Regions from separate parts of the Macaca mulatta genome. Here region 2 is linked to region 1. A link is a contact called in public Micro-C data. All regions are on one chromosome and are shown on one strand. Each heading gives the region's core, a stretch centred on a gene start, on an enhancer-like site or on the middle of the called end of the contact. The rest is flanking DNA. Distances are from core to core; before and after follow the strand shown.

Region 1 (4,511 bases), core at 1,003-3,502:
AATATCATTTGTATTCCCCCCTTGATGGAAATTTATAGGTATTTTTGTGATTTGGCCAATTGCCTGTATAAGACACAGTGTTGTAGTTAATTGCACAGAGTGAGCCAAATGGCTGAGTTGAATGCCTGCAGAATATCCCAGTTTGTCACTTCTTGGCTAGGTGACCTTAGCTACTGCCTTAATCATTCTGTGCATACTTCCTCTGTAAAAGTGGGATTAATAATAGTGCCTACCTCATAAGGTTGCTGGGAGGATGAAGGGAGTTAATGTCTGAAAAGCACCTAGAACAATACCTACCTAGCACATAACAAGCAAGACCCAAGTGTCAATGATTGTTATTTATTTTCTTACTTTCCTTTCCTTTTTTCTTTCTTCTTTCTTTTTTTGACAGAGTCTTGCTCCGTTGTCCAGGCTGGAGTGCAGTGGTGCGATCTCAGTTCACTGCAACCTCTGCCTCCCGGGTTCAAGCGATTCTCCTGCCTCACCCGCCTGAGTAGCTGGGACTACAAGCGCGTGCCACCACGCCTGGATAATTTTTTGTATTTTTAGTAGAGATGGGGTTTCACCGTGTTAGCCAGGATGGTCTCGATCTCCTGATCTCATGATTCATCCTTCTTGGCCTCCCAAAGTGTTGGGATTACAGGCGTGAGCCACCAGTCTTGGTTGTTATTTACTTTCTATTGGCTATAACACAGAGACAATACACTCCTTGAAGCCACCACTCACAATATGTATTGTTAGGAATACAATATAGTCTGTTTTGACTTTTTTTTTGTTGTTGTTGTTGAGACAGAGTCTCGCTTTGTCGCCCAGACTGGAGTGCAGTGGCCGGATCTCAGCTCACTGCAAGCTCCGCCTCCCGGGTTTACGCCATTCTCCTGCCTCAGCCTCCCGAGTAGCTGGGACTACAGACGCCCGCCACCTCGCCCGGCTAGGTTTTTGTATTTTTTAGTAGAGACGGGGTTTCACCGTGTTAGCCAGGATGGTCTCGATCTCCTGACCTCGTGATCCGCCCGTCTCGGCCTCCCAAAGTGCTGGGATTACAGGCTTGAGCCACCGCGCCCGGCCCTGTTTTGACTTTTAAAGGTAATATTTGTATAAAGAAAAAAAATTCCAATAGTATAATTGCACTCTCCGATATGGTAGCCACTAGCCGTATGTGACTAAATTAATTAAAATTAATAAAGTTAAAAGTTCAGTTCCTTGATTTCAGTAGCCACATTTGACGAAGGCAATAGCCACAGAAAGCTACAGGACATTTCTATCACTGAAAAATGTTTATTAGAGTTGGCAGACTGTGAAACTTCTTGCCCTTTCCTACCTGCAATCCCTCTCCCAGGGGTAGTCACTGTTACTAGTTTCTTGTATAGTATTTAGTATTTATTTATTTATTTAATATGGAGTCTCGCTCTGTTACCCAGGCTGGAGTGTAGTGGCATAATCTTGGCTCACTGCAACCTCCACTTCCCAGGTTCAGGCGATTCTCTTGCCTCAGCCTCTTGAGTAGCTGGGATTATAGGCGAGTACCACCACGTTCGGCTAATTTTTGTATTTTTAGTACAGACGGAATTTCGCCATGTTGGCCAGGCTGGTCTCAAACCCGACCTCAAGTAATTCGCCCGCTTCGGCCTCCCAAAGTGTTGGTATTACAGGCATAAGCCACCACACCCGGCCTCAATATGTATTTTTATTACACAAATGTTACCATATTATTTGCACTGCTCTGTTTCTAATTTTTTTTATTTAAAATATATTACTATTGTTTTCTAACAGTTCAAATATTTACAGCATGTGATATTAGGCTTTCAGAGCAGCTCTTAAAACTTTAAAGCACAATTCGAATATAAGAAATATGCATAGGTTTCAAGGACAGGCCGTATTTGGTTAAAAAAATGCATGTTTGTGTTTGGGAGCAGGTGGAAGGAATGAATTACTTCAATTTCCTTCCTTGTGTGGCACCTGCGGAAACCACACTGCAGCAGGGTGAATTAAAGTCACCAATTGAAAATCACCCTACTAGCTTGGTCGGGAATGCTTCAACCCCTGCAGTGCCGTTCAGAGATCGCCTGCATCGTGGAATCACCCTGCATAAAAGCGGTTGAGGCACTGTTAAGACATCTGATATCTGGGGCCCGCCCACTGGCGACTGCAGGTCGCGGGGCCACTCCGGTCGGCGGGGCAGGGGACCCCGCCGCCTTCCCGAGGTGCGCGGCGCCCCCTGCCGCCAGCCGGAGGAGCGCAGGGCCCGCTCGCAGGAGGCCGGGAACATGGCGGGGCAGCCCGCGGCCTCAGGCTCCCAGTCTCCCGACAGGGACGGAATGGAGCCCAACGTCGTGGCTCGGATCTCGCAGTGGGCAGACGACCACCTGCGCCTAGTCCGGGTACTGCAGCCACGCGGTCTGGGCGGGCGGTGGGCGCGGGGCGGCACCGAGCGACCCTGAGAAGAACGTGAGGCCTCAGGCGTGGATCCCGCCGGGGCCGGGGAGCGACAGAAAACTGCGGGGGAGTGAGCTCGAGAGGCAGACATCGCGAGTGTAGTGCGTGCAGGGCTGCAGAGGGCCGGGGGCGGGCCAGGGGGCCAGTTCGGCCTCATTATTGCAAGGACTGTGCAGGATGCTTGCTGGGCTGTGGGGGGCGGGCACCTCAAAGGGTGAGACGCAGCCCAGCTCCGGGATGCCACTTGTTCCATTAGAGCGTTTGGGGAGAGCCCAGAGAGGAGACCGAGGAAGAGCAGGGAAGTCCTGTACACCTTTGGAGAGAGCATTTCTAATTTTTATTTATTTTTAATTTTATTTTTTTAGGGACGGGGTATTCCTCTCTGGCCCAAGCTGGAGTGCAGTGGCACGATCATAGCTCACTGCTGCCGCTCCACCTCCTGGGCTGAAAAAATCCTCCCACTTCAGCCTCCCAAGTAGCTGGAACCACAGGCTTGCGCTACCCCCATCGACTACTTTCTTTTAGAATTAGAGACTGGGAATCTTGGTATGTTGCCCGGGTGGCCTCCAACTCCTGGCCTCAAGTGATCTCCCACCTCAGCCTCCCGAATAGATTTCTTTTTTTTGAGACAGAGCCTCACTCTTGTCACGCCTGGAGTGCAGTGGCACCATTATGTCTCATTGCAGCCTCCACTCCCTGTGCTTAAGCAATCCTCCCACTTCAGGCTCCCGAGTAACTGGGGCTACAAGGCACTTGTCACCACACCAGGCTAATTTGTTTTTTGTTTGTAGAGACAAGGTCTCCCTGTGTTGTCCAGGCTGGCCTTGAACTCCTGGCCTCAAGGGATCTGCCCGCCTCAGCCTCCCAAAGCACTGGGATTATAGGCATCAGCCACTGGTGCCCTGCCTTTTTTTTTTTTTTTTTCCTGAAGCACTAAGCCTCTGGAGTTGAAGCAAGAGGGGGACATTTTGGCCACCAGGCGAGAGAGAGTTGTGGCTAAGACACAGAATTGTGGTGATATGAATTGTTTGGGTGTGAGGTACAAAGAAAGAGGTCTAAGGAGGCTGGTAATAGTTGCTGATAAGGAGAAGGAGTTGGAGTAAATGATTTGTTGGGGAAAATCTAGATAACTTTTTGGACATGTACATGGAGATGTGCAAACTTGAAGATGGTTATTAGACTTCTAAGCAGAATTGTAGATGCTGTTCTTGGCAACTGGATATGGAGTCTGGTGTTGAAGGGAGATCAGAACCTGACATAGAACACTGGGAATGACCTGCATAAACCTTAAGTAGCATTTAAAGCTGTGGACTTGAGTAACATCTCAGAGCAAGTGAGAAAAGCTACTGAAGAAGCCCTAGAATTTGGGGGATTATCACATTGAGAATCTGGGGAGTAAAGAGAAAGTCAGCAAAGACCAAGAGGAAGCAGACAGTGAGGTCGTAAGAAAGTCAGGACAGCCTGGTGTTCTAGAAGCCAAGTGAAGAAAATGTTTTCAGAAGGAATCATTACCTTTAAAAAATAATACTGAAAAGTTGAGTAAGATAACTTTGCAAATGCTCTGCAGCCAAGCAGCACAAAGTCCAAAGCCATGCCTGTTTTCACTCACCATTGTAGCCCTAGTTCTTAGAGTAATGCCTGTCACTTAGTAAGTGCTAGATAAATATTTGTGGCATCATCGAATGGTAAATAATATATGTGTTAATTGGTGAAAACTCATTTCTTCCAGTTAAGCAGCAATAGATGCATGGGTTATTTCAAATTAAAAAATGACTTCAGAAGGATTATGGGAGGAAGTTGTTTAAATTAGAACATGGTTATAATATTACAAATAATCCGGTCATAGAACCCAGCGTATGTACCTTTGTGCGTTTTTTCAATCTCATTTTTTTTCTTTTTCTTTTTCTTTTTAGACGAAGTCTCACACTTGTCCCCCAGGCTGGAGTGCAATGGTGCGATCTTGGCTCACTGCAACCTCTGCCTCCTGGGTTCAAGCGATTCTCCTGCCTCAGCCTCCCGAGTAGCTGGGATTACAGGTGCCTGCCACCATGCCCGGCTAATTTTTTAATTTTTAG
Region 2 (4,511 bases), core at 648-3,147, 55 kb before region 1:
TAAAGCCTGTGGTCTGGTTAACAATATTTTACAGATGTCAGTTTCCTGGTTTTAATATTGTACTGTATTGAGGCTATGATCAGAGGAAGGTGGGTGAAGGGTACATGGGACTCTGCTATATTTGCAATTTCCTGTGAATCTATAATTATTTCAGATTAAAGAAGGGAAACAAATCAAACACGAGACATACAAACTCATCAAATATTTCCTTTTTCCAACACCTACTGATTGTGCGTGGCTTTATTGGCTGCTTGCTTTAACTCCCACAATTCTCTGAAATAGATGTTATGAACTCTATTTTATTTTCATCAAAATGGAGGCTTAGGTTAAGTCATTTGTCCAAGGTACAACTACTGTTAGAGCCAGGGTTTTAATCCAGCACAATCTAAATCCCACTCATGGTTGTTTGGGCTGAATCCTGACTGGACTTAAATGACACTGTTCTTTTCTTTGACGCCCAGACTGGAGTGCAACCGCGGGATCTCAGCTCACTGCAACCTCCACCTCCCGGGTTCAAGCGATTCTCCAGCCCCAGCCTCCCTAGTATCTGGGACTACAGGCGTGAGCCACCACGCCCGGCTGATTTTTGTATTTTTAGTAGAGACGGGGTTTCACCATATTGGCCAGGCTGGTCTCGAACCCCTGACCTCAAGTGATCTGCCCGCCTGGGCCTCCCAAAGTGCTGGGATTACAGGCGTGAGCCACCGCGCCTGGCCTGCCATCACGCTTGTAATCCCCGCACTTTGGGAGGCCAAGGCGGGTGGATCACAAGATCAAGAGATTGAGACCATCCTGGCCAACACGGGGAAACCCCCTCTCTACTAAAAATACAAAAAATCAGTTGGCGTGGTGGCATGCGCCTGTAGCCCCAGCTACTCGGGAAGCTGAGGCAGGAGAATCGCTTGAACCCAGGAGGTGGAGGCTGCAGCGAGCCAAGATCGCCCTACCGCACACCAGCCCGGGCGACAGTGTGAGACTCCGTCTCAAAAAAAAAATAAATAAATAAATAATCTTTCTGCCAGAGGTGAGAGAGCAGAAAAAAAAATTAATCAGATTCTCAAATTCCTGTGCGTCTCTTAGTAGAGAAGGGGTTTCTCCATGTTGGTCAGGCTGATCTCGAACTCCCGATCTCAGGTGATCCGCCCGCCTCAGCCTCCCAAAGTCCTGGGATTACAGGCGTGAGCCACCGCGCCCAGCCACAAGACGTTTTATTGCAACATAAATATAGAGGATGTAACGAGTCATCCAATCACCAATGTAATTAGAGTTGGTTACCAAGTTTCCCTACGCGTCTTCCACCAGGAGGGATAAATGGACTGCAGACAAACCTAGCACCCCTTGAGCAGCTTAATTCGTATCATAAATATGCATGCACCGTAAGGACGCGATTCTCCAGTTAGCCAGGCCTTTTTCCACCCTTTTGGGGGCACAAGGCGACCTTGCCTCCTGATTCAAAAACTTCGTAAACTTCAATCCTTCTGCCCCTTTCCGGTCAGCCACGAAAGCAGCAGCCTGGCACAATTCCCAGCCTAGAGTTCGGGCACTGCTTGTCATCAGCACAACGACGAAACCTACACTCACGGAGACCTCAGACCCCGCGTGATTACATCACTCAACCACCAGCGCAGGCCTGGAGGAACCCACTGTCACGTGACCGCTCGTGCCCAATGACCGAGGCCCACGCTTTCCAGACTGCCATAGGCGCTGTCATAGAGCCCGAGCTTGGGCGGTGCCCCGCCCCGGCCGCACGGTGCGCCGGCGTTAATCCTCCCCGAAAGTTCCGGCCGCCAAGATTGCAGGTTCCCACCAAGCATTGTTTCCGAACTGGGCCACAAGAGCGTGTTCCTGATTGGCTTGCTCTGGAGGTTGGGAAGGGACGTGTTAGAGACTGGGACCACTTCCTGAAGCGCGAGGCAGGAAGTTATATGCGTTTTCTGGAGTCCTGTAGAGAAAGTGCTCTCTGCCGCATTGGTGTCGGCGAGAGCTGGAGGTGTTGGGTCGGGAGACCAGCCGTTCGGTCCCGCCGCAGGTAGGAGCTGGTTTCCATCGCGGCACCACGGCACACACCTCCAGCCCTGAGCCCAGAGTGACTGCCCGGGGGTCTCCTTCAGGCTTCTTGACGCCGTTCCAGGGGGCACCTAGCCAGGCATCCTCTGGGCTTCTAGCCAGAGGACTGGCTCCCGGCTTCAGCACTCTGGGCTGCAGTAACAAGTGCCCTTATCGCCCTGAGCCCTGCCACCATCCCGTGAACCACCGAAACCCTGGTCCAGCGCGACAGCCTTGGACCTGGGACTGGACGGATCCAAAACGCTCAGCCCCGGCCCCCCACAGACGGGGCTCTGCATCGTCTCTGATATGTCACCCACCATCTCCCACAAGGACAGCAGCCGGCAACGGCGGCCAGGGAATTTCAGTCACTCTTTGGATATGAAGAGCGGTCCCCTGCCTCCGGGCGGTTGGGATGACAGTCATTTGGACTCAGCGGGCCGAGAAGGGGACAGAGAAGCTCTTCTGGGGGATACCGGCACTGGCGACTTCTTAAAAGCCCCACGGAGCTTCCGGGCGGAACTAAGCAGCATTTTGCTGCTACTCTTTCTTTACGTGCTTCAGGGTATTCCCTTGGGCTTGGCGGGAAGCATCCCACTCATTTTGCAAAGCAAAAATGTTAGCTATACAGACCAAGCTTTCTTCAGTTTTGTCTTTTGGCCTTTCAGTCTCAAATTACTCTGGGCCCCGTTGGTGGATGCTGTCTACGTTAAGAACTTCGGTCGTCGCAAATCTTGGCTTGTCCCGACACAGTATATACTAGGACTCTTCATGATATATTTATCCACTCAGGTGGACCGTTTGCTTGGGAATACCGAAGGCAGGACACCCGACGTGATTGCTCTCACTGTGGCATTCTTTTTGTTTGAATTCTTGGCCGCCACTCAGGACATTGCTGTCGATGGTTGGGCGTTAACTATGTTATCCAGGGAAAATGTGGGTTATGCTTCTACTTGCAATTCGGTGGGCCAAACAGCGGGTTACTTTTTGGGCAATGTTTTGTTTTTGGCCCTTGAATCTGCCGACTTTTGTAACAAATATTTGCGATTTCAGCCTCAACCCAGAGGAATCGTTACTCTTGCAGGTAGTGTATTTAAACTATTATGGTGTTAGGTTTATTTATCCTTTTGAAAGAGTGTGTGATGTTGGAGGGAAGCTCATTAATTTACTGGAAATCATTGTATGGGCGATAACTCAAGGTAAGTTTTCTGTTTCGTCCAGATGAGCTTCTTTAAATTATTAAAGCCAAAATGAATGACATCAGAGCAATCAAATGATCAGTACTCTGCAGGTAGTTAACAGGGAGAGGCAACCCATCAAATAACAACGGAGTCCAGGGATTCGTGCCACTTGCTTAATACACAAATGCACATTTTTTAAAAGTGTGGCTCATATAGTTCACATTTTTCCTTTTGTCTTGTTGGTTTTAGGTTTCTAGCTCTATACTTTCTGATCCATTTCTACCCCTACCATTGTACCCAGAATCCAGCCTTCTAGTGAGTGGAACAGGGTTTATTCTTTCAAACATTATTGAGTCAGCTACGGGACGGGGTTCTAAGGCCTCTTATGAATAAGGCAGAGTTCTGCACTCAAGAAATAGGGGAGATGAACGTTTTAGGAGACTTCGGAGTTGCCAGTTAGTAGTAACTTCGGAGTTGCCTTTGGGAGTCAGGCTTCACAGTGCAGATAACATTTGACTTTGTTCTTGAAAAAGATTCCACGGGGCCAGGAAATGGCACACCAGGATGCACAACACAAAGTGAAAGTGCACTGAGGCAGGAAAGTACAAAAAAGTACAGGACATTGCCTGAACTGGGTTTGGGAAATCATGCTGAGAAAGGCTGTGACTAAATTAGTAAGATTTTAATTACTATGGGAAAAGGGTTTAAAAGTTTGTCCTGTAAGTAATGGAGGGTAAGGTCTAAAAAATTTCTCCGTTTCTCTGCATTAGTAAAACACATGTAAGTTTTTCTCTTTTTTCTTTTTTCTTCTTCTTTTTAATTGAGATGGTTGGGGGTGGGGGAGTGTCTCACTATGTTGGCCAGGCTGGTCTCAAACTCCTGGACTCAGGTGATCCTCCCCCTCCTTGGCCTCCCAAAGTACTGGGAATTACAGGTGTGAGCCACCCCACCTGGCCTAAGCTTATCTGAGGGTTTTTGTATTTTGTTTTTTTTTAGCTTTTGTAGCAACTAGAAAACAAGTAAAATGACCAATATAAGGAATAACAATGTCAGGAATATAGTGGAATTCTTCATTTCTGTCAGTGATGATTAATTTAGGGGATTCTGTTTTGAAATTTAAGCAGCTAAACCTCTCAGCTTCTGTGCTACCTTGGAAATTCCCAGTAGAGTAAATGTCCAGGTATGTGGGTGATGGTAGGAGGTGTCACAACTATACTAATTTCCTGTGATCTCCTGCAATCTTACTCATTCTCACACACATCTAACCTTATGTACACCTCCTCA

What was found. A called contact is a pair of places that touch in the nucleus more often than the background predicts.
Region 2: a contact with region 1 is called in a Micro-C map of CD4 T cells, with 5 times the contacts expected there. The contact joins the promoter of SLC33A1 here to the promoter of C2H3orf33 in region 1. A contact is called at or near these places in 2 of 14 Hi-C or Micro-C datasets (CD4 T cells and fetal cortex germinal zone).

The regions. Positions count from the first base shown.
Region 1 is chr2:58,975,299-58,979,809 of T2T-MMU8v2.0, reverse strand. C2H3orf33 (chromosome 2 C3orf33 homolog) reads left to right here and starts at 2,252. Exons shown (of 9, transcript XR_013413614.1): 1 at 2,252-2,381; 2 at 4,350-4,511.
Region 2 is chr2:59,030,385-59,034,895 of T2T-MMU8v2.0, reverse strand. It overlaps SLC33A1 (solute carrier family 33 member 1), which reads left to right and starts at 1,897. Exons shown (of 8, transcript XR_013413611.1): 1 at 1,897-3,130. It overlaps LOC114676288 (a long non-coding RNA gene), which reads right to left and starts at 1,581. Exons shown (of 4, transcript XR_013413616.1): 1 at 1,276-1,581.